2 separate regions of the Sus scrofa genome follow, and region 1 is linked to region 2. The links are chromatin contacts, called in public HiChIP or PLAC-seq maps. All regions are on one chromosome and are shown on one strand. The core of a region is the stretch at or near the end of the contact, and the rest is flanking DNA. Distances in the headings are between cores, read along the strand shown. Region 1 holds the start of CAMK1 (calcium/calmodulin dependent protein kinase I). Region 2 holds the start of BRK1 (protein BRICK1).

What was found. HiChIP or PLAC-seq counts read pairs in DNA pulled down with a chosen protein or histone mark.
Region 1: a contact with region 2 is called in an H3K27ac HiChIP or PLAC-seq map of alveolar macrophages. The contact joins the promoter of CAMK1 here to the promoter of BRK1 in region 2. A contact is called at or near these places in 1 of 5 promoter capture datasets (fetal liver), 2 of 47 Hi-C or Micro-C datasets (heart right ventricle and liver) and 1 of 2 datasets of contacts at active chromatin or transcription factors (alveolar macrophages).

The regions. Positions count from the first base shown.
Region 1 is chr13:66,053,441-66,059,146 of Sscrofa11.1, reverse strand. CAMK1 (calcium/calmodulin dependent protein kinase I) reads left to right here and starts at 3,889. Exons shown (of 14, transcript NM_001190195.2): 1 at 3,889-4,023.
Region 2 is chr13:66,314,043-66,319,886 of Sscrofa11.1, reverse strand. It overlaps BRK1 (protein BRICK1), which reads right to left and starts at 4,449. Exons shown (of 3, transcript XM_003132361.5): 1 at 4,172-4,449. The coding sequence starts at 4,373.

The DNA.
Region 1 (5,706 bases), core at 2,640-5,139, 260 kb after region 2:
TCACAGATGCAGCTCAGATCCTGTGTTGCTGTGGCTGTGGTATAGACCAGCAGCTGTAGCTCTGATTCAACCCCTAGCCTGGGAACCTCCATGTGTTGAGGGTGTAGATCTAAAAAGAAAAAAGAAAAAAAAAAAAAAAAAAGGCATCAGATAATTCTTTGACCATTATTAACATTTGTGGTGTTCCTTTCCACTCTTTGCTATGAATAATTTGTGGTTTGCATTTTACAATGACGTTATCAAAGTGCATATGTGCCTAAGATTATAGGCATTTTTCCCTGTTTTTGAGTAGGTTGCTTAACCATCATTTTATGAGCTGTGAAATATTACATCTGGTAGATGTACCTTATGTTTTTTAATCATTGCCTTCTTGGTGAGTTCTTCTAAATTTTGCTGTTATAAAAATATTTCTTCAGACATCCTGGAGTGTATAGTTTTGTCCTAATTTAGAATTATTTCCCTGAAATTGATTCCCAGAAGAGGAATTCCTGGTCAAAAGGCCTGGAGGTTATTTAAGCTTTTGATGCATATTGCCAAAGTGCTTTCCAAGAGAAAGATTTCTTAGCAAGTCATTTTCCCACCAGAAATGTAGAAGTGTCCTTTGCTCATAGTTACACCAGCTTTTGGTGTTACCAGTTTTTAAAATTTCAAATTTGAAAGGCTATAAATAGCTTCTTTAGTTTTTACTTCCTTGAGTATTTGTGAGGTAGAGAATACTCCATTGTAACTATGTTTCATCTGTCTCATTTGATCACTTATTAGGTTCTTAGTCTGTTATCAATTTTGTGTGTTCTTTACATAATAGAAGTTATGTAAACCCACTATCTGTATGACATTTCCCCAGCCTTAAGTTTGCCTTCTGCTGTTAGCTATGATTTTGGAGTAGGGTAGGGTTTTTTTGGTTTATTTCCAACAATAGGAGTTAAGAATGTTTTTATGTTTCTAAATTAAACTGTCCATCTTTTCCTTGTGATTTCTTGCATTTTCTCTAATCTAAAAAAAAAATCATTCACTCTTCTAATGGCTTATTTTCTGTTGAGTTCAAGACTTGATGGAGATGTCTGATGCTCTTGGATTGGAAGAATTAATACTGATAAAATGGTCATACTACCTAAAGCAATCTACAGATTTAATGCAATCCCTATCAAATTACCCATGCCTTTTTTCACAGAACCAGAACAAATAATCCTAAAATTTATATGGAACCATAAAAGACCCAGAATTGCCAAAGTAATCTTGACGAAAAAGAACAAAGCAGGAAGCATAAAATTCTCAAACTTCAGACAATACTACAAAGCTACAGTAATCAAAAAGGCATGGTATTGGCACTTAAATAGACATATGGATCAATGGAACAGAATAGAGAACCCAGAAATAAACTCACACACTTGTGGTCAATTAATCTTTGACAAAGGAGGCAATAATTTACAATGGAAAAATATAGTCTCTTCAACAAGTGGTGTTGGAAGAGTGGGATAGTCACATGTAGACAATGAAGTTAGAACACATCCTCACACCATATGTAATAATAAACGCAAAATGGCTTAAAGACTTAAACATAAGGCATGACACCATAAAACATCTAGAAGAGAACCTAGGTAAAACATTCTCTGACATAAATTATACCAGCATTTTCTCAGGTCAGTCTCCCAAAGCAATACAAATAAAAAAAAAAAATGAACAAATGGAACCTAATCAAAGTTACACGTTTCTGCACAGCAAAGGAAACCATAAAGAAAATGAAAAGAGAACCTACAATCTAGGAGAAAATATTTGCACGTGATGAAACCAATGAGGGCTTAATTTCCAAAATATACAAACAGCTCATACAACTCAACAAGAAAAAAACAACCCAATCAATACACATTCAAAAAAAGTCTGGAAGACTACATACCAAAACATACTAACATTGTTTGTTTGTTTGTTTGTTTTTCCTGACTGAAGGGAGGAGGTCTGACATGGATTTGTTAGTTGTGCCTGCTCAGCACTGCTACTTCCTTTGGACATGACAGCCATTCTCATTCCGTGTGACTGCGAGTGTGACTACCTATGACAGTACACTTACCCAGAATAGTACCTCATCCTCCCGGCAAAAATTTTGGGGGTAATGGGGTAGGCATGTCACTCCAGCAAACCCCATCAGAGTCCTTCCCTGTGACTGATATAAGAAAGTGGGTGTAGCTCCTCTTTCGTTGGGTTCATTTGGAAAGCTGGAGCTGCTTCACACCATGCTTCCTGACAGATAAAGGAGATGACTCTGCAGAGGAACGGAAGCCAAAGTAGACATGGAGACAAGGAGAGATGAGAGAAAGCAAATCCTACAGCTACTTTGTCTCCAATTCCAGTCTCAGATTCTGACCCATGGCGTTCTTCCATCCATCTTGCCTCAGCTATTATGAGCCATTGGTTCCTCTTTGGTGAAGCTGGTTTAGTTTCGGATTCTATTACCTGACATGTGAAAGAATCCAACCAAAGGCAAGGAGATCTGAGGGAGGGGAATTGCTCCTTAGTCCCCTGACCCCAGAAAAAACAGGTTCCTTCTCTGAACCTCAGTTTACCCTAAAGTAAGTCTAGCTGTCATATTTTGAACCCCGGTGGTACTCCAGGCACGTCACATCCATTATCCCACAGAATTCTCAGGAAAATTCTGAGTCAGTCATCAATATTCCATATTCCAAATGAAGAAATTGAGGCTAAGAGAGGTAAAGTGTGACTCAGAAAAGTTAGTCTCTAAAGCCTTTCTAGGAACCTCTTCCTCTCTCATTGTAGAATGGGCACAATAACCTGACCACCTTCGGACACAGTCCTGAGGTTAAGACAGGGAAAAGCCAATTGAAAATGAGATTGAGCTAAGCATTGTCCTCTCCCTATCTGCAGCTGTAAAATGCAGGAATTCAAGATTGAGGAGCGGCCATGAGGTGGAGTGGGGGGTCCCCAGAAACGTGCCTCCTCCGGCTGGCTCCAGTCCAGCCCCACCCCTTCTTTCTGGGAGTTGCTCCCTCAGTCCCTTCTCCCCAAGGAAGGCCTTGCTCAAGAGGACACAGACCAGGTCTTTTGGCCCCTTGCCCGCCGCCCCAGAGCGGTTTTGGGCTTCCTCTCCCAACCTGGCCCTGAGCCAAAGGCCGCTGGCGCCAGCCCAGTCACGTGGTCCTCTTTGGCCCGCTTCCACGAGGATCCAGATTTAACTCTCCCCCCTCCCCCTTCCCTCCCCGCCCCAGTCCCTCTGGGCACCACACCCGATCTGGCCCGCAGGTGTAGGGAATTAGAGCATCAGCTCTGCAGGTGTGGAGAATTAGAGCCTTAGCTCTGCCTCAGAGAGGGACCTCAGTTTTCCCGCAAGTCAAATGGGATCCCCACCCTAAGACTGTCTCAATTCTCTTCATCACCTACCCTTGCCTTGTCCTTTCCGAACGGCCCCAGGCCTCCACTCCTCTCAGTCTCTAGAGCTCTTCCCTGGGCCTAATTCCCAGGGGCGGACAGGGGCAGGGAGAGTAGGACAGCGCCCAACCCTAAGGGAGCTCCCAGAACTGGTCTGAAAGAAACTCCTAGAGATAGGGCGAAAATGGCCAGCTTCCGGCATCAGACAGACTTGTGTTCGAATTCGACTCTGCTTCTGACCAACTGACTTTGAGCGCTTCATCTCTCTGTGCCTCAGTTGTTCCTACTGTGAAACGGGGACCCAGCCTGATGACGAAGGATGAAAAGAACCCAGCGGAGGATCTGACCTGCACGAAGGGCGGCCGCTGTTAACTCCTGACCTCTCGCCCCTTTCCCAGCCCGGGAGCGGAGCCTCACCTCCCAGTCCCCAGTCCCTCCGTCGCAGGCTCCTCCTCCACTGACATCAGAGCCGCAGGCGGGCGGAGGGAGCCAGCCGAGTCCGAACCAAGCCCCAGCGAGAGAGCCGGCGGCGGGGCCAGGCGCGCAGCAGCGGCGGGCGGCGGACGGCGGCCAGCGGCCAGCGGCCAGAGCCCAGCACCAGGCACCTCCGGCCTCCCAGCCAGCCCCGCGGCGGGGCAGCCGCAGGTACAAGCCCAAAGCCGCGCCGCCCGACCCTGGGCGCAGCCGCTGGATACCCTCCCCCAAGGATGGAAAGGGGAGCCCGGGCGTGCCGGACTCTAGATGGGCAGGGCCGGGCCTCACTCCCCAACCTCTGCCCCAGGCCCAGCAGGTGCCGGTGGGAAACTGAGTGGGTAAAAGAGGAAGGTGGGGAAGGGATGTGTGTGCGTGCGTGTCTGCCTTCAGCTGGGCCTGAATGTGGAAGGACTGGGCATTTGGAGGTATGGATGTGTTGGGATATGAGAGTGACTTAGCTTTGGCAAGGGGCTTCAGATATGAAGTTGCAGCATGTTGGTGTATAAGGGTATCCGTGCGGATGTCTGGGAGTCAGTGCTTTTGTTGCAGATATATGTCCAGGTGTTGTGGTGTGCTGGTATCCAGCTCAAAAGGGCAGTAAGTCAGAGTTGGGGACGTATACAGTTGTGTGCTGACCATGTTTGGAGTTAGGAGTATAAGGATTTGCAGTTGAAGAGCTTCTAGGATAAAGGTATGAATGAATCTGGGATGTCTGGTATACAGGTGAGTGTGTGTGTCTGCCTGTCTGGGTGTCATCAAGGTGTGTATGGATGTGTGTTTTGGGGTATGAGAGGGATGTTTGGGTGTGAGGATGTCTGGGGGAGTGTGTGTTTGGATGTGTGTGCTGACGTCCGGGTGTACATGTGTGATCAAGTGTCAGAGTAACTGGGGATGGCGTGTGCTGGAGGCAGGTGTTTGGGTTCAGGGGTGTGGGTGGCTTTTGATGTGAAACTGTGAGGTTCATATCTGCCAGGCTTCCAGGTGGGTTTAAAATTCTGCCTCTACAGCTTACCACCAAGTCTCCTTTCCTAGAAGTTTCTGCCCCTTGGGATTGGTGGCCAGGCCCCCTTGGGAACATGTCCCATCCAAAGAGTGGAATCCCACACTAGGAGCTCTAATCAGGGCACCTTCCCCTCATTTTTTCCCATGGAGGAAAAAGAGAAGGAAAGGGCCCTCCCTGAGGACACACAGTACACTGAGCTCTGTTTTGGCTTCACTCTCTGTGGACCTGGGATGGGATTGAGAGGCTGTGTTCTCTGGATGGGTCCTAGTCTGGCTGCAGTGCCTTCCTAGGTCTTTGCCTCCAGCAGTCTTTGCTGGGGCCCAGCTAGGGGTCATTGAGCAACTCTGGATCCAAACCCTATCCATCACCAACCTTCGTCTCCCCATTCTTCATCTGATAAATGGGGAGAGCTCACCCTCTACTACTGGTTAGAGTCTCCGTGGTGGTGAGGTCTCAGTGGTGAAAAGTATAGGCTGGATCAGGATGAGATGAAGCCAGGAAGGGACAGGTTGGGTGGGACAATTTCTCAGGTTGCTGGGATCCAGATGGGGAGTCAGAAGGGAGAGGGGGTAATAAGAGGCCTGGGGAGCTCCAGCTGTGGCTGCTGTTGCTGTGGTAACAGTGTGGAAGGAGCTATTTAAAAAACGTGGCAGAGATATTGCTGGAAGCCCAGGCTGCCGGAAACCTGATTTCCAAGAGGCCTGGCAGGGAGAAGGGGGAGGGAGAGGAGACACCCCAGCAATTCTGAGGGTGGGGCTGGGACATCACTGGTTCTGGGACAAGGGGATCCTCCAGGGCAGTGCGTTTCTACAAGCTGCTCTGGGGTCTTCTCTGCACTTCTCCCAGAGATC
Region 2 (5,844 bases), core at 3,200-5,699:
CTGATCTGACCCCTAGCCTGGGAACCTCCATATGCCACGGGAGTGGCCCTAGAAAAGGCAAAAATGACCAAAAAAAAGATCAAAACTCCATTCTCACCAGTTGGAATCACAGAGTAAAAGCTGTTCAGAAAGTCTTTCGATAACCTGGAAAAAGAGTTCCCTCTCCAGAGCACAAGGCCTACGAAGACTGTGGTTAGGGTGAGAATTGTATGTTTAAAGTGCTACAGATGCCCCCTCAAAATAAACGCCAACAAACTCTTTGTACCACCAAATCACATGATAAACACAACACAAGCCTCCCAGGTACACAGCAGAACTGAGTCATACTCAGGGCTTAGAATGGGAAAATAAATCCCACTCACTCATCCTGAGTCATCCAAGTCCAAGACGACAGACTCAAGTCTGTCCTTATGATTTATCCAGTTTCTCAGCCTGGTGGTCTTTGTTTCGTTATACTGTCAATCTTCAGGAACTTGCCTCAGGTATACTGAACTGCTAAGTCAAATTGCTTTAACTTTAAATTTTGCTAATTGTTCTTACTTGTAATTAATGTTTTTTTCGTTAAAAGGATTAAATTTACTTCCTAAGATCTTCACAAACTACCTACTAATTACTCCAAATGCTAGGCCATTATCCTCACTTTAAAGGATAGGCCACTAAACTGGCCTAAACTGAGGGAAACCATTCCTTCCAGCTCCTGAAGATTGGACTCCTGTGTGTTTATTTCCAGGCTTGTTGGTCTAGAACTTGTTGGAAATTTCAAAAAAAGAAAAGCATTCTCTATCTAATAATAAAATGTGACACACAGATACAAAATCTCACAGCAGCTATTTCCTTACTTATAAAGCAGGAAAAGACACATTTCTCCTCCACAAAGCCTAAGCTCAAACTCAAAATTTTCAGTTAGTTCCAAGACTCACTATAAATTTAGTGATACGTCAAGAAGTTTTGTGCCAGAGATAAACATATGTTTATTATATGCTTATTAACATGATTCAGTGCTCAAAAATGAAGTTATTACATTATCTGCATGCAAACTAGGGGGACTGGGATGCTAGATGACTTAAATTTTGAAAAACAGTCCCAGTTTAACTGGGTTTTTTTTAGGTTCTTTATTTACTGAACTGACATTCTTAATACTTTGCTTGGATATTCTTTCTACATATCCAATATTAACTCCTACCAGATAAATGAAGTCTTTTAATTCTGCTTTTAAAAGAAAAAACTCTCCATGTCAGTTATTTGTCCAACTGCTTTCCATGCCTCTACAGAAAAGGACAAAGTCTCAAAACTGTGATCCTGTCAGCACTCCATCCTTCCCTGAGCATGGAATATTTTGCTTGCTCCTATGTGGCCTTTTCTCTGACAGAATGTTATGAGTAAAGAATCCTCAATAATAGTTTAGCTCTCTAAGAAAGTAGGAGGGACAATTATCAGAACATTGAAAGAGTTTACAATGAACTTTAAAAAATAACTTCAGGGGAAGTTCTATCACGGCTCAGTGGTTAACGAACCCAACTAGCATCCATGAGAACACAGGTTTGAGCCCTGGCTCAGTGGGTTAAGGATCTAGCGTTGCCATGAGCTGTGGTGTAGGTTGCAGACACAGCTCGAATCCCGTGTTGCTGTGGCTGTGGCACAGGCTGGTGGATGCAGCTCCAATTCGACCCCTAGGAACTTCCATATGGCAGCGCTAAAAAAAAAAAAAGAAAAAAAAAGACAGAAAAAACTTGAGGGAGGTCCATGGCTCAACAGGTAAAGGTTGTCACTGTTGAGGTTTAATCCCTGGCCCAGGAACTTATTTATTTATTTTGCTTTTTAGGGCTGTACTCATGGCATATGGAAGTTCCAGGTCAAAATGGACCTGTAACTGCCAGCCTACACCACAGCCACAGCAACTTGGGATCAGAGCCGAGTCTGTGACTTACACCACAGCCCACAGCAAGGGCGAACCTGAATCCTCATGGATACTAATTTCTATTTCTTCTTTTTCTGCTGCTGCTTTTTTTTTTGCTACACCCTCGGCATGTGGAAGTTCCCAGACCAAGGACTGAACTGTGCCACAGTTGCAGCCTGTGTCACAGTTGTGGCTTGTGCCTCTTTAACCTGCTGCACCACACAGGAACTTCCAGGGATCTATAATTTCCTTTCTTTCTTTTTTTTTTTTTGTATTTTTAAGGCTGCTCCCATGGCATATGGAAGGCTAAGGGCTGAATCAGAGCTTCAGCTGCCGGCCTATACCACAGCAACAAGGGACCCGAGCTGCATCTAAGACCTACATCACAGCTCATTGCAACGCCAGATCCTTAAACCACTGAGCAAGGCCAGGAATCAGTGAGAGTCCTCATGGATACTAGTCAGGTTCATTACCACTGAGCCATGATGGGAACTCCCAGAGATCTATAATTTCTTAACTACCATTCCTATCACAACTTCTATAGCAAGTAATATGTATGAATATGTATCACTGGCATATAATTTATACTATTCTTACTGCTCACTAATACAACCTTTCCCCCAGTCCCTGAATGAGGACTCCACCATCCCAAAACATATCAAGATTATAGTTCTAGAGGTCCTGCAGTGGTGCAGTGGGTTAAGAATCCGACTGTAGTGGCTCTGGTCACTGCAGAGGTGTGGGTTCAATCTCCAGCCCAGGGCACTGGGTTAAAAGATCTGTTGTTGCTGCAGCTGTGGCTTGAATTCAATCCCTGGCCCAGAAATTTCCATATGCCATGGGTATGGCTATAAGAATTTTAAACATTTTTTAAAAAGGTTATAGTCCTACACATTTGTATGCAAGTATATATATTTATATATTTTATAAGCTTATTATAAATAAATAATGTGTATTTACATACAAATGTAAAAGACCATGTATATATTTGTCTTTTCAGGGCCAAACCCAAGGCATATGGAAGTTCCAAGGCTAGGGGTTGAATCGGAGCTGTAGCTGCTGGCCTACACCACAGCCAGAGGAATGCAGAATCCCAGCCACCTCTGCACCCTACACTACAGCTCCTGCAACACAGATCTTTAAATTACTGAGTGTGGCCAAGAATCAAACACAGGTCCTCATGGATACTAGTCAGGTTTGTTACTGCCGAGCAACAAGGGGAATTCCTATATGTAAATATATTAAATCAGAAACAATGTTCTGCTTTGCTCTGATGTCATTATTTCATCTTCAAAATAGAAATCACTTAATTGTAGGAAATGGTTCTTATTCTGTCTTCCCCACAGAGACTGAGAAAGAGCCTTGTACTCAGATCTAGTTTGTCTTGCTGATGCTTTTGGACAAATCTCTTGCTGTCACCTTTATACACTCCTTTGGACTTCTCTTAGCAAGAAAATAATTCCTTTTTAAGTCTTTTTAAATTTATCAGTTTCCCCTACTTAATCGCTTAATGTTGCTGAATTAGTGGGCCAGAAGCACAACTGGAAAAAGATCACTAGATGTCATCCCCACACCTTGTGATGACATAAAAAGTTTACCCAGTGCCCGGTTCTTTCAAAGTAACACTCGGAGAACAAGAGTCAGGAGTCTCTGCTGCAGGGTGTAGCACAAGGATAGGAAACAACGCGGAAGGAACTTTAAGACTGTCACGGACAGGTCATGCCAAGGAAAGATTTTGCTAGAAGCAGACAACACCCACTGTGGTCTAGATACTAGCGATGCAGAGATGTCCCTGGCCGGACGCGATGTGGGCCCTCCTCCGCTCTCATCTACCACTCTGCACAGCACACGCCGAGACAGGAAAGGACCGACAGGAGGGGCGACTAACAGGCTCGACGCTAAAGGGCTTCTGGACAGCGCTCTCTGAGCACCAAGTGACGACTGAAACGAAGCACAAAAGAAGGGAGACGCCTGAAGAGAAGGAAAGATTCAGGCGATGGATGGGGCTGTCTGACACGTCCGGGAAAGGAACGGACTTGTTACTGGATGCGGGGGGAAGGCAATGAAGCCGATGAGCTCAGCGTGGGGCAGGATAACCCCACAGGGAATGATCAGTGGAGGCCGGGGGTCAGAGCGAGAGGGGAAAAGTGCGGCCTGAAGGCGGAAGCAAACACCAGCAGGAGCCCACGGCTCCCAGAACCCGCGTCAAAGCTTCTCAGCGCCCTCCCTAGGCGGGCCCCCCTCCTCCCTGCCTCCCCCTGCTCGCCCGCTGACCAAACGAGTTGAGAAAGTCTGCGATTTTCTTGATGCTGCTGGTGATGACTTCAATGTACTCCCGGTTCGCCCAATCCTGGTGAATCTCCCGCTGCACGGGATCCTCTTGGCCTGCCATGGCTGCAGCTGAAGGAAGCGCGACTGCGCACGCGCCTCGACCCTCCAGGCCTCCAGTGCGCCGACGCAGCCAGCCCACGCCCATGCTCGGTTGGCCACAAATCCACAGGCTTCGTGATGCGCCTGCGCATTGTCAAGTCCCCGCCAGCGTCTTCGCTCTTCTCCCACACCCCGGAAAACGGTGGCCGCAAAACCGGCTTGGAGAATGGAGTGCGCACGCACTCAGAGCCCCCCCCGTCCCCCCTCAGTCACTGGCAGTTTTGGTCGTTAGGGGGCGCGTGAGCCCGCATCAACCCTAACTTCAGGCGCTCCAAACTGAGATCTCTGACCACAATAAGCTGGGCAATGCCAATTAAACCACAGAAAACACAAGTCATTTCAAAAATGCCTTTTAACAACACATGATGCCCACCTTGCATTTATCAAATGAACAAAAGGTTATTTTTTTAAACTATAATACTTAGAGATGAAGAGGCTGGCTGAAGGGAAATGGGAAAATTAGTAAATAGCTGGTCATACTGTAAGCTGGCAAGATCTATTCAGAAGGAAATTTAATAAAGTCATTGGTGGAGTTCCCGTTGTGGCTCAGCCGTAAGGAACATGACTAGTATCCATGACGTGGATTCCATCCCTGGCACTAGCTCAGTGGGTTAGATAGAGCTGCAGAGTCTTTGATCTGATGGCTGTGGTCCAGGCTGGCAGCTTACAGCTTTGATTCGACCCCTAGCCTGGGAAGTCCACATGCCTTGGGATGCGGCCCAAAAAAGACAAAAAAGAAGAGCTCATTGGAAAAGAGAAAACACTTTGAGCACAATGTTCTTAAAGGCATCATTCATTTAAAAAAACAAATCTCAACTGTTGGGGAATGGCTAAATATCAGTATAGTCACTTAGAGCAATATTATGAGGTCATTTAAATGTCAATTATGGCAACAGAACACACATGCTAAAGTGAAGAAGAAAACAAAATACAAAATTTTTTCTTTTCTTTTTTTTTGGTGGGGGAGCCCGCACCCCTGGCATATGGAGGTTTCCAGACTAGGGGGTCTAATCAGAGCTGTAGCTGCCAGCCTATGCCACAGCAATGCCAGATCAAAGCAGCGTCTGCAAACCTACACCACAGCTCACGGCAACAATGGATCCTTGACCCGGTGAGCAAGGCCAGGGATCTAACCCGAAACTTCATGGTTCCTAGTCGGATTCGTTTCTAATGTGCCACGATGGGAATTCCTTTTTCTTTTTCTTTTTTAACAATTTTAAAAAATATTTTGTCTTTATTTATTTAGTCTTTCTGCCATTTCTTGGGTCGCTCCCACGGCATATGGAGGTTCACGAGGCTAGCGGTCGAATCCGAGCTGTAGCTGCCAGCCTACGCCAGTGCCACAGCAACATGGGATCCGAGCGGCGTCTGCAACCTACACCACAGCTCACAGCAACACCGGATTGTTAACCCACTGAGCGAGGCCAAGAACCGAAGCCGCAACCTCATGGTTCCTAGTCGGATTCGTTAACCACTGCGCCACGATGGGAACTGTCTTTATTTTATATAATGATATT